2 separate regions of the Danio rerio genome follow, and region 2 is linked to region 1. A link is a contact called in public Micro-C data. All regions are on one chromosome and are shown on one strand. The core of a region is the stretch at or near the end of the contact, and the rest is flanking DNA. Distances in the headings are between cores, read along the strand shown.

What was found. A called contact is a pair of places that touch in the nucleus more often than the background predicts.
Region 2: a contact with region 1 is called in a Micro-C map of caudal fin, with 6 times the contacts expected there. The contact joins two enhancer-like sites. A contact is called at or near these places in 2 of 18 Hi-C or Micro-C datasets (caudal fin and hematopoietic stem cells).

Annotation. Positions count from the first base shown.
Region 1 is chr13:5,870,756-5,876,791 of GRCz12tu, reverse strand. The region is part of intron 1 of LOC141377107 (a long non-coding RNA gene); the gene reads right to left. Among named protein-coding and RNA genes, the nearest start is that of spred2b, 94 kb to the left of the region's middle. Within about 2 kb of position 3,346, at least 5 of the 62 cell types and tissues checked have an H3K27ac peak or open chromatin away from gene starts, as enhancers often do. A contact at or near this core is called in caudal fin, where this site is marked.
Region 2 is chr13:6,015,600-6,021,635 of GRCz12tu, reverse strand. It overlaps phf10 (PHD finger protein 10), which reads right to left. Exons shown (of 12, transcript NM_200655.3): 7 at 5,088-5,197; 8 at 4,826-4,976; 9 at 2,950-3,093. The region is part of intron 1 of LOC141377107 (a long non-coding RNA gene); the gene reads right to left. Among named protein-coding and RNA genes, the nearest start is that of phf10, 8.9 kb to the right of the region's middle. Within about 2 kb of position 2,760, at least 4 of the 62 cell types and tissues checked have an H3K27ac peak or open chromatin away from gene starts, as enhancers often do. A contact at or near this core is called in caudal fin, where this site is marked.

The sequences.
Region 1 (6,036 bases), core at 2,097-4,596:
GAAAATATGGAATCTGAGGGTTCAAAACAATCTGAATATTGAAAAATATATACATATTACTTATTAAAAATAAATATATATTTCTAAAATATTTATGGAAGCCTCTTTTTACTTAATATTCTAATGATTTTTGGCATTAAAAAAATCTAGAATTTGCTCACATATAATGTATTTTTGCCTACTGCCAAAAATGTGCCCATGCAACATAAAACATATCATCCCATCATCATATATTATATTGTCTTTTATCTTAAATGGGTAACTGTACAGAGGCTATTGTTTGTCATTCTTTTTCTCTTTAACTTTTTTATGCTTCTTGAACAACAATAACAAATATTTTCTGGAAAAACAGACTGAAAGATGCTAAAAATTCAGGAATAAATGACTAAAGACAGAAAACTCTTGTTGTATGTAATGTTTATATTGTTGTTTTATTATTATTTTTTTTTAGATATTTTTTTTTATTAATAACATACTCAAATTCTGCAAATATAAACAAATAAACAATAATAAGTCTCCTCGTTTTCCCCACAGCTATCCAGATCCACTTCTAAAAACATTCATATTTGAGTAAAACCATGTATTTTAGCGCCACCCTGTGGTGATTGCGACAAATATTCTTTAGAATTAGAAACCCTCATTGTAAAACTCAGCATTGACCACACGTTTGACAGAAATGAGTTCACTTTTAAAAAGAGAAAACAACAGTTATGACATTATGACAATGTAAAATAACTCATCATTATAACGTTCATGGATGTTCTCCTGCGTTATTGGCAAAGGGATATAAGCTAATAATCTAATCTGTTTTCATTATAATCAGGATTTAATCATAGCTGTTGTAAACAAAACAAGATTATTTTCATTTGATTTTACTGACCTTGTTCTTTAAAGCGGAAGTGCGCTCGTCTTTTTGCCATTGTTTTAGAACTTCCGATTCAGTTGTCTATGGGAGAAATGACTAGGAATAATAAACTACTTGCTCTACAAACAGCTGTGTTCATGACTACACATAAAAAGTATAATAATTTAATAAGAAAATACCAGTTTGCAACATCAAGCAGCAGGACGAGCCGTATTGATGTCTGAAAATGAAGTCTCGAACCAAATAGATTCCAAAGGCGGCCCTCACTCGTAGGACTATATGAAAAATAAAGGTTGTTGCTAGATCAGATATGGTTGCTGCTGGAAGTTAACGAAAATTATTAATATTATTTTTAAAATTCCTTACTAAAAAAAACAGCTTGCTGGTTGACTGGTTTAAGCTGGTTGATTAGCCTGGTTTTAGAGGGGTTTTGACCATTTCCAGAATGGTTTCCAGACATTTCCAGCCTGGTCTTTGGGTTGCTGCTGGAAGGGCATCCACTGCGTAAAACATATACTGGATTATTTGGCGGTTCATTCCGCTGTGGCGAGCTCTGAAATAGAGACTTAGCAGAAGGAAAATGAAGAAATCACAAAGAATCTGCCAGTGTACTTTTTACACCACTGGTGTTAATTTAACACTTTTCCGGTGTATATATGAGTCCCACCAGCAAAGTGCTCAGGTTACAATCTTAAAAGTGTCAAAATATATACCTCTGCATTGTAAAATATTTTACACTTAAGGCCCGTGCACTCTTTTTGCTTCACGACATTTAATGCCTCGTGACTAAATAAAAAAAACAAGTTGCAGATTGACAGATTTTAGCTGGTTGACAAGCCTGGTTTTAGAGGGGTTTTGACCATTTCCAGACTGGTTTCCGGCCCTTTCCAGCCTGGTCTTAGCTGGTCAGGCTGGAAGGTGACCAGCTAAAACCAGCCTAGCCAGCTTAAACCAGGCTGGTCAAACTGGTTTCAGCTAGATTTAGCCGGTCATTTTCTAGCCCGACCAACTAAGACCAGGCTGGAAATGGCCGGAAACCAGCCTGGAAATGACCAAATCTCTAAAATCAGGCTGGTCAACCAGCTAAAACCAGCCAACCAGTATAGGGTCAGCAGGGTTTTCCATTGATTGTATTTTATTAACGTCTACCCCCACCCCAACCATAAACCCAACCATCAGAGTAACTTAAAAACAATAGTTGTGCCGATTATTATATGTGACCTAATAAATTACCCAATAAATTGTATTTTTTAATATCTTCCCCATCATAAAAAATGCTGCTATATTGACGTGCATATCACACTTCTGGACAGCCGCATATCCTATCTAGAATGTCAAATAAGTTCAGTTCAATTCAATTCGGCTTTATTTGTATAGCGCTTCTACAATGTAGATTGTGTCAAAGCAGCTTCACATAATTGGTCATAGTAACTGGATCAGGGTAGTTCAGTTTTTAGTGTTTAAGTTCAGTTCAGTTTAGCTCAGTTCAGTGTGGTTTGAAATCATTACTGAGAGTCCAAACACTGAAGAGCAAATTAATCGATGTGTAGCTTTTCAGATCCTGAACTATGCAAGCCAGTAGCGACAGCGGAGAGGGAAAAAAAAAACTTCATCAATAGGAGAGTGAAGAAAAAAAACCTTAAGAGAACCAGACTCAGTTCAGCATGACGCTGGCCAAAAGTCTTGTACAGAGCTGCAGTCTTAGCAGTGGAGGCTGGAAGTTAGCCTCAGCGAAGTAAGAAATAAGTCTTCTCAGTCCAATTCTTTTGTTATAAGCACTTATTAAGTCTTTTTTAATACATGTCACCCAAAAACCACATCCTTGTGTCGTTCCCGCCCCTCTTCATCCTATTAGTAATTTGAATATCAGTCCTAAAATCTCTATGATATAGACTTTACCAAAAATAAGATCAATAGGTATATTAGAGTCTAAACCATGAGGGCCATTTTGGGTTTTTTTTTATCACATGAAACCACAGTTGATATTCCATCAAACTGTTACAGACATGAAATGCTGTGCTAAATCAGGGTAGAGAATGTAGAGAGAGGGAAAAATCAAAATAAAAAGTTAGCAGAGCCGGTTAAACGAAACCACACATTCATTTGGAATGAGAGATGAAATGACACTGGAGCTGTTGTCATTGGAGGACTGGAGGCCAGCCGTGTGTCTAATGTATAATTACACTCAGATTTGCCTGCGGGACACTGAAGAGCCCATGGAAATATGTAGTTTGACTGGTCCTATGGCAACGCCCGGGTCAGAGAGGACATTTTTTTTTTTTGTTTGGGCCTTTTGAAGGAAGAAAAGAAAGCAGCTTTTTGAGAGGGGGAACTGCCAGGAGACACAGCATGCTATCACATGAAGGAGGACTTCATTACGCTCGTGTAGTGGGCCGAACAGTAACAGTAACCTTTGAATTGAGCGTTAACCTTTTGACTTTCTAATGCACACTTGTGGGCCTGTTTCTGACGTACTGTGGAATGTTCCTGCTGCACTGGTTGTTTCTGCTCCTCCATGCCTTCGAGAAAACAGGACAATAGATGTATGTTTGTGAAGTGACGTTACACAGAAGACTTATATTAAACTACTAGTTGATGAACAGTAAATTCAAGTTTAATTAAAGTAAAGTAAAATTTAATTAATTTAATTAATTTTGGCCAGGATGCCGGGATTAAACCTCTACTCTTCTTCGACCACATTATTTTTAATGACCACAGAGAGACAAGACCTCGGTTTAATGTCTCATCCGAAAGTCATAGCTCACTGAGCAGCATAGAGTCCTCATCCATATACTGGGGCATTAGGACCCACACAGACTGCAGGTTGAGCGCCCCTGCTAGTCTCACTAACGCCACTTGCGGCAGCAACCTAGCTTTCCCATGTGGTCTCCTATCCATTTTACTGTGTGGAAAACGCAGTGGAGTTATCGTTAATCATTATTAGTTATTGTTACTTATTATTAATGGAGCCATAGCACATCACTAGTCTCTTACATACATTACTGTTTGAAGATTGGGAATCTAAGGGGTCAAAAAAATCTAAATTTTGAGAAAACCACCTTTAAAGGTCATTACGTACTTATCAAAAATAGGTTTTTATACAATTACTGTAGGAAATTTACAAAATGTGTCCATGAAAGGTGATCTTTTTACGTCATATTCTATTAATTCACCATCGGGTTAGGGTTAGAGTAAGGGTTAGGGGTTAGGATTACACAACCACAGCTGAATGAACTGCCAAGAATTCCAGCATTCGTTTTAGGCAGCGGATGCCGTTCCAGCTGCAACCCAGTACTGGGAAACACTCATACACTCTCTTTCACACACATACACTATGGCCAATTTAGTTTATTCAGTTCACCTATAGCGCATGTCTTTGGACTGTGGGGGAAACCAGAGCATCCAGAGGAAATACATGTTAACACGGGGAGAACATGCAAACTCCACATAGAATTGCGAACAGGTCCAGCCTGAACTCGAACCAGCGACCTTCTTGCTGTGAGGCGACAGTGCTACCCACTGTGCTAATCTGACGGTTTCCATGCACAGTAAACTAAATCGGCTGTAGTCTACTGGGTTGTGCTGTACATGCATTAATTGTGTAAAAAATATTCTGGAATAGTTGGTGGTTCATTCCGCCGTGCTGACTTCTGAAATCGATACTAAGCCTAAGGAAAGTGAATGAATGAATGACATAACGCTTGTAAAATCTGGCTTATTAAGTTCATTTACAATTAAGGTTGGTTCACTGAAATGTGAAATAAATTAAAAGTATTTATTTAAATGTAATAAAACGTTTGCCACACTTGAATAATAACAGAGATGTCACCTTGACCGCATTAAAATGTTTGTGACAATTACAAGGTGCTGCTCTCAGTCTGAGAGAGCTCAATTTCAATGCGCATAAATTGCCCCTGATGCTCTTCAGCGTGTTTATGGAGACTGGCAGAGACGCTGTAGAAATTCAATTTGGTCCCAGTGCATGGGATTCATGTACTGGAAAAAGAAAAAAAGATTGAGGCAGGGGAAAACTTGACCTTGTTTACAGCTGACTGCTGCTAATCTGCCAGTAAATAAAGAAAATCTAATTTAATCACTGCAGGTGAAAAGGGTAAAAAAAAAGGACCAATAATAAGCATCGGGATTCTTACGCTGATTGATTAGCAATTAAAAACATTTTACCACAATTAGTAAAGTCTTTAATGGGTTAGTTCACCCGAAAATGAAACGTCTGTTTTTAGTTACTCAACCTTACGTTATTCCAAATTTCTGACACTGTCATTAACCTTTAAATTCCGACAGAAGAAATGAGCTGGCAAGTTTGTTATTTACCTACAGGATACAGTTTTTAACATGTTTTTAGAAAGTTTAAACAGATTCTAATAGTTTTTTTTTATGATGCATTTCTTTGTGGAGTTTGCATGCTCTCCCAGTGTTCTCGTGGGTTTCCTCCAGGTCCTCTGGTTTCCCCCACAAGTTAAAAAACGTGGTATAGAGGAATTGGGTGAGCTGTATTGTCCGTAGTGAATGTGTGTGAAGGAGATTGTATGGGTAGGCCCACACGGAATCTGCGCGCGCAGAATTCCGCAGATTTTCCACAGATTTTCTGCAGAATTCCGCAGATTTCCGCAAATTTTTAGTCCATTAATTCTGTTTATTTACTTAAATAAATGTGTAAATCTGAATTTATTCAGTTTTTATTCAGTAATTTATTACTTTTTATTTCATATATTAAGGTTTTAGTTATGATACTCCGCTGGATACTCCCAAAATAATTCTGCAGAAATCCACAGATTTTTACCAGAATTTAGGCAGAAACAGCAAAAAACGTCTGCAGGTTCCGTCTAGCCCTGTGTATGGGTCATTCCCTGTGATAGGTTGCAGCTGAAAGGACATCCGCTGGGTAAAACATATGCTGGATAAGTTAGCGGTTCATTCCGCTGTGGCGACCCCAGATTAAAATAAGGGACTAAGCCAAAAAGAAAATGAATGAATTAATGAATTTAATAGAAACTAAGGAGAATAACTGCAAAAAGCTCCACTTTTTGAGAAAAAAGAACCACCTTGTTCAATAAGCTGGCTACTGGCCTGCACACACACACACACACACACACACACACATACAACATCTACAATCAAGTCCCACACAGAGCTCTCTGGTGGTGTTTTGA
Region 2 (6,036 bases), core at 1,511-4,010, 150 kb before region 1:
ACTGGTTGACAGTTTAAAATTTTCCTTCACTTCCTGAGTTAATACAACTAAAAGAAAAACGGAGGTAAAATGAGCTACTGTGTATTGCCAAATTTGCTTTAAGCTATTTGATAAAATCCCTCACACACAAAAGTTTGATAAGAACAAAGCATTGCAACCAAGAACACTAAAACATCATAAAAATGTACCTATTGCACAAACAAGCATAGATAATTTATGCAGATATAGTTTAAAAATGCAAACGTTTGTGGGCAAGCTATTAAACTTGCCAAATGACTGTTTGATGTACAGTATATGCGCTTTGTATAAATTTAGACTTGCAAAAGCAACAAACTATTAGTGTCTTTTATGTTAAGGTAAACCTTTTGTTGATCCGGCATGCATCTTGACAAGAAAAAATGACACAGAGTAAATCAATGGAAACACTGATATCAAGCATATTTAAAGGTGCCCATAGAGCCAGGGTAGAAAAACCACTGACATTAGGTTTGACAAAATTATACCAAACAAAAGTTTGATAACCATTTCATGAGCAATGCATCACTGGCATGACAAATAAAGCTATGTTAAAAAGTGCACTCAGTAATGTTACAATTCACTGGCCGTTCTTTATCTATCTACAGTATCTATCTACAGTATCTATCTATATCTATCTATCTATCTATCTATCTATCTATCTATCTATCTATCTATCTATCTATCTATCTATCTATCTATATAATATCTTTCAGATATGTTTCCATTTTTTGTCCATATAGTGAAAGTCAATTGTAACCAAAACTATCATCAACATTTTTGAACATCAAATTATTTTCTTTTAAGATGGTGAAGTCGTAGTTTTTGCTCTTTAAATATCCACTCATGAATACTTACATGGATGTATGAGATTTGACATTACATGGAAGTATTTGTAAGATCGTTTAATGAGGATTTTACTGGGGTGAGACTGATTTTGTATCTCCAGATAAAGTACTATCCACAAATTAATGCAGAGATTAATTAATGCAAAAATGATACATTTACAAAAATTTATATTGATGCAAAAAAATGCTAGAGGTTTTAATAATAATAATAATAATAAGTAATTATTAAATAATAAAAATAATAGAAAATGTAATACAATGTAATAATAAAACATGTAATACCATGTAATAATAATGATAATAATAATTAAATACATTTATTATTAAATAATAAAAATAATACTAATTGAACACAATGTATAATAATAATATTAATATTAAACAAAAAATTTAATACAATGTGATGATAATTACAATAACTACAATAATAATAAATAATACAATGTAATAAGAATATTAATAATAACAACTACAATAATAAATGAAAAAGTAATTATTAAATAATAGAAAATGTAATACATTGTAATATTAATACATTTAAAACAATTTAATAATAATAAAATAATAATAATAATAATAATTAAATACAAAATGTATTAAATAATACAAATATTACAAATGTAACACAATGTATAATTAATAATAATAATAATAAACATTATTATTAAATAAACAAATACAATGTAATAATTACAACTACAATAATAATAAATAATACAATGTAATAATAATAATAACAACAATAAGTAATTTTTTAATAATAAACATAATAGATAATTTAATACAATAATAATAATACATTTAATACAATGTATTGATAATAATAATAATAATTAAATATAAAATTAAATTATTATTGAAAATAATACAAATTTAACACAATGTATAATAATATTTATTATTATTATTATTAAATAAACAATTGAATACAAAGTAATAACAATTACAAGAATAATAAACATTAAATAATACAATGTAATAATAATATAACTATTAGACTGTATGAAATATTACATTTACAACATAACTTGTTTTACTAAGAAATTAAATTAACTGATTATAATAATAACTAAATAAACAATTTAATACAACATAATTATAACAAGAACAACAATAATTAAGTCATAAAATAATAATTCAATGTAATAATACTATTACATTGTAGAAAAATATTAAATTATTATTATTATTTTTAAATGTATTATTATTATTATTATTATTAAATTTAAATAAAATAAAGGATAACACATTTACCATTTAAATAAACTGATTATATTTGTGGGTACCTAACAGTCAAAGTTAATAGCTCCTAATTATAAAAGTGTTTGTTTATGTGCCTTAAACACTGTTGTTATTATTGCTGTTGTTGTTTTTTTAATCCCTAGTAACTTTGTTCAAGTGTAAGACAAGTTGAACATTTGACCTAAAATGTATAGTAATAAAACAGCCTGGCTTAATTTGAAATCTTGGTTTCTCAGGAAAATCAGGGAAAACATTACTCAGTGCACTCCTATGATTTCTTCAACTGTTTAATATATATATATATATTTCTATGTATTGTTAACACTTTATAGTGTTTAGCAGCCAAACAAAACCGCTTACATGCCCTTCAGTGTAACTAACAGGCAGGCAGGCAGATAAACAGAGGTATATTAAGCTATAAGAAGTACTGTTCAATTCAGAAGGGTATTTACTATTCACAAGTGTATAACAGCAAAATAAAAATTAATTAAAACCCTAAACTAAAAATCGCAGTACCACACAAAAAAAGTTATTGCTCCAAAGGTCTGTGCAGAAAACAGGAACTGTCACTGGATTTCCTGGCACTGAAAAAAAAAACAAGTGCCACTCTTTAAAACGAAAACAAGTTCCATTGACAAGTGCAGTCCCAATCTATGACCACCAGGGGGAGTGTTTTGTGTTTGAGTGTATATGTGTGTGTTTTTTAACAGTGTACCGATGACCAAGTCAGAAGAAAGAGGGCTTCTCTGCTGAAAGTGCTGGAAAAGAGGGTTGTCGAAAAGGGGAGAAGAGAGGTGTTGGGTTATTTAAAAAAAAAAGAAGATCAGGGGCTTTTTTCTTCTACCTTGTACCCAGGGACAGATTTGTGTTGGATGGAGCGAGGAGTGCCGTCTTTGCTCTGGGCGCCAGGTCGGTCTTTGCTCTTGACTTTGGAGTGAATGCCGCTGTCTTGGCTGTCTCCATCTGAGGTGTTTCCTGATGAACTGTCCTGCACATCAAGATGAGATTCAAATGTATTCAGATTAATTATTTCAGATTTAGGTTTGTTTAATGATGTTCGGTAAAAAATGGATTCCTTTCTTGCACAGAAAAACTAAATAATACAGGACCAATAGACTATAGGGGTGCTTTCACATCTGCCTCATTTAGTTTGATAAATACGTACCAGAGTCAATTGCCTTTTTGGTGTGGTTCGTTTGGGTAGGTATGACTCGGGTGTAGAGGTCAGCCACGGGACCAGACCTGATTTCTTGCCACGTGGGAAAATTTTTTCTAATGAATCTCTGGTTTTATTTGAACAGGAGCGGGTGGGCTAACAAGATAGCGTTGCCGAGTCCCAACGTTATTTCAGATCAGCCTATCTGTGATTTACTCATTTTTATTGATTAACAGAGAGAAGATTTTTTTCAACACATTTCTAAACATAATAGTTTTAGTAACTCATTTCTAATAACTGATTTATTTTATGTTTGCCATGATGACAGTAAATAATATTTCACTAGATATTTCAAGACACTTCTATACAGCTTAAAGTGACATTTAAAGGCTTAACTAGGTTAATTAGGTTAACTGGTTAGGGTAATTAGGCAAGTTATTGTATAGCGATGGTTTGTTCTGTGGACTATCTGGGAAAAAAATAGCTTAAAGGGGCTAATAATTTTAACCTTAAAATGGTTTTTAAAAATTAAAAACTGCTTTTATTCTAGCTGAACTAAAAAAAATAAGACTTTCTCTAGAAGAAAAAATATTATCAGACATACTGTGAAAATTTATTTCTCTGTTAAACATAATTTGGGAAATATTGAAAAAAGAAAAATAAATTCAAAGGGGGGCTAATAATTTTGACTTCAACTGTATATATGAAATTAAATTTAATAGTAAGCTTGGCAAGCAGTTCAGGAGAATTTGATGTTTCCTCATTCAAACAGAATGCCCGACAGGTGTTTTAAAGATGTGGTGTTGACAGAAGTCATGTGGCAAATGACAAAAGTGATCAGTTGACAGACGCCTTTCGGTTCAAAACTTGGAGACGGTGCTCACTGCAGAGCCATTTGAGCAGAGATGAGCTCCAGCGAGGGGGAGCATGAGCTCTCGCTCCTCCTCCTATAAGCTGTTTTAATGCGTACACCAACCCCACCCCTAACCCTACCCCCAGTGACATCACTCGTAGAAGAAGTGCAAGAAAGGAGGAGCGAGAGCTTATGCTCCCCCTCGATGGAGCTCAGCTCTGCCCAAATGGCTTTGCAGTGAGCACCACTTGAAAACTTGTAGGTGTTGTGCCACCTTGTGGGCGTTATGATGTTTCAGACCGGTGTCAAGAGTAGCGGAAGCAGCAAAACAAGTAGTTTCAAACAGTTTGTTCCATTAGAATTTTAGGTTATATTAGCCATGTTATTGTTATTCATTTAATATGATATACTAATAATATTTTATATACATTTAAATATATATGCTGTTCATATTGTCACAATCTTAACAATTAATGAATACAACTGAATAAAAACTGTGAGTCCAAAGACATGCACTGGATAAGCTGACAAGGGACTAAGCCGAAAAGAAAATTAATAAATGAATTCATTTGCTATTTCTCAGTATAGTAGCTAGGTGTTACTGGAGAGCAGTGCTAAACAAAGCTTTAGGTATTGAACATTTTGGTGAAGTAAAGGACTGTGAAGCTTCAGTGGCTCAGGAAGACCCTCTGCGCATTCACAACAACTTACGGAGGAACCCTTATTTTTCTTGCCATCTTCTTTTCCATCGTCACCATCATCAGAGTCTCCATCACTGTCCAGGGCCGGCAGCTCTGGGTCCAGTGGAGGCTCAAAGAGGGCTGTGTTTAAGGGCAAGTAGCGGAGCTCGTTAGGAGAGTACCTACAAACATCATTGAAGGAAAAACAACAATCAGAAAGCTGAACAAGAACATTCTAGAATCAGTCATCAAACCCAGGATTTTGTAGCAATGTTTTTTTTTATACAATTCACCTTTTGTAGTACTCCTGGAACTGGCCGGGAATGAGGGCAACAGGGAACGGACCGGTCTTGGTTCTTTCCGGTGGGAGGATTTTATATTTTCCCTGAGGTACCTGAATAATCTAAAGAGAGAAAGAACAAAAAATGTAGTGAGACCTAAAGAAGAGCATGTGCCAAAAACTAAACATCGCAAAGAAACTTAAAATGTTTTTCTGACATCAGACAGTTATTCCAGTTTGGAATGTAAGGCTTATGGTTTATAAGTGGACGCTTAATGCCAGTTTCCATTGAGTGATACGGTATGGTATGCTTTTATGGCAGTTTCAGTGAACCCTACCATACCAGTTTTTGGGTAGGCTTTTGAAAGGGTACCGAGCACGACAAAAGGATACCAAATGGCAGAAGGCTATTGATTTACAGAGAAACATCACTAGCGAGTACGCAAACCAGGAGATTGTTAACAAAGAAATCGCCACTTATAAGTACACATTACATCGTTATAATACATACATATAACTAGCCATGGGCGGCCCGAGCTTAAACAAACCTTGTTGTCGTCTTGATGAACAGCCACAAAGCTAAGAAGAACAAAATCTGCTGTTTTCTGTTTTTTTTATGAGGTCGTCTAAAAAAGCGAGACGTTTTACTTTTTCTAGAGAGCTTGCGATCATTCGTGTGTGCATTTATATTTGAAATAACGAACTTCTTGAGCTGATGATAATAGCGTGTGCGCTTGATTATTGAAGTGCTTCTGACACCGGATCCTTTCAGAAACGAACAAACGCAAGAGTGAAGCGCGAAAAAACAAAGGAGAAGCCAGAAAAAAAAACAAAGGAGCAAATGATTCTTTCAGCAACCTAAAAGATGAACAAACTGCCATGTTGAACTATTATCATCACCTTTTGGACTATTATGAACTCTGTAAAAGAAGAGATTTGCTATACACTGCATTCTATGGAAT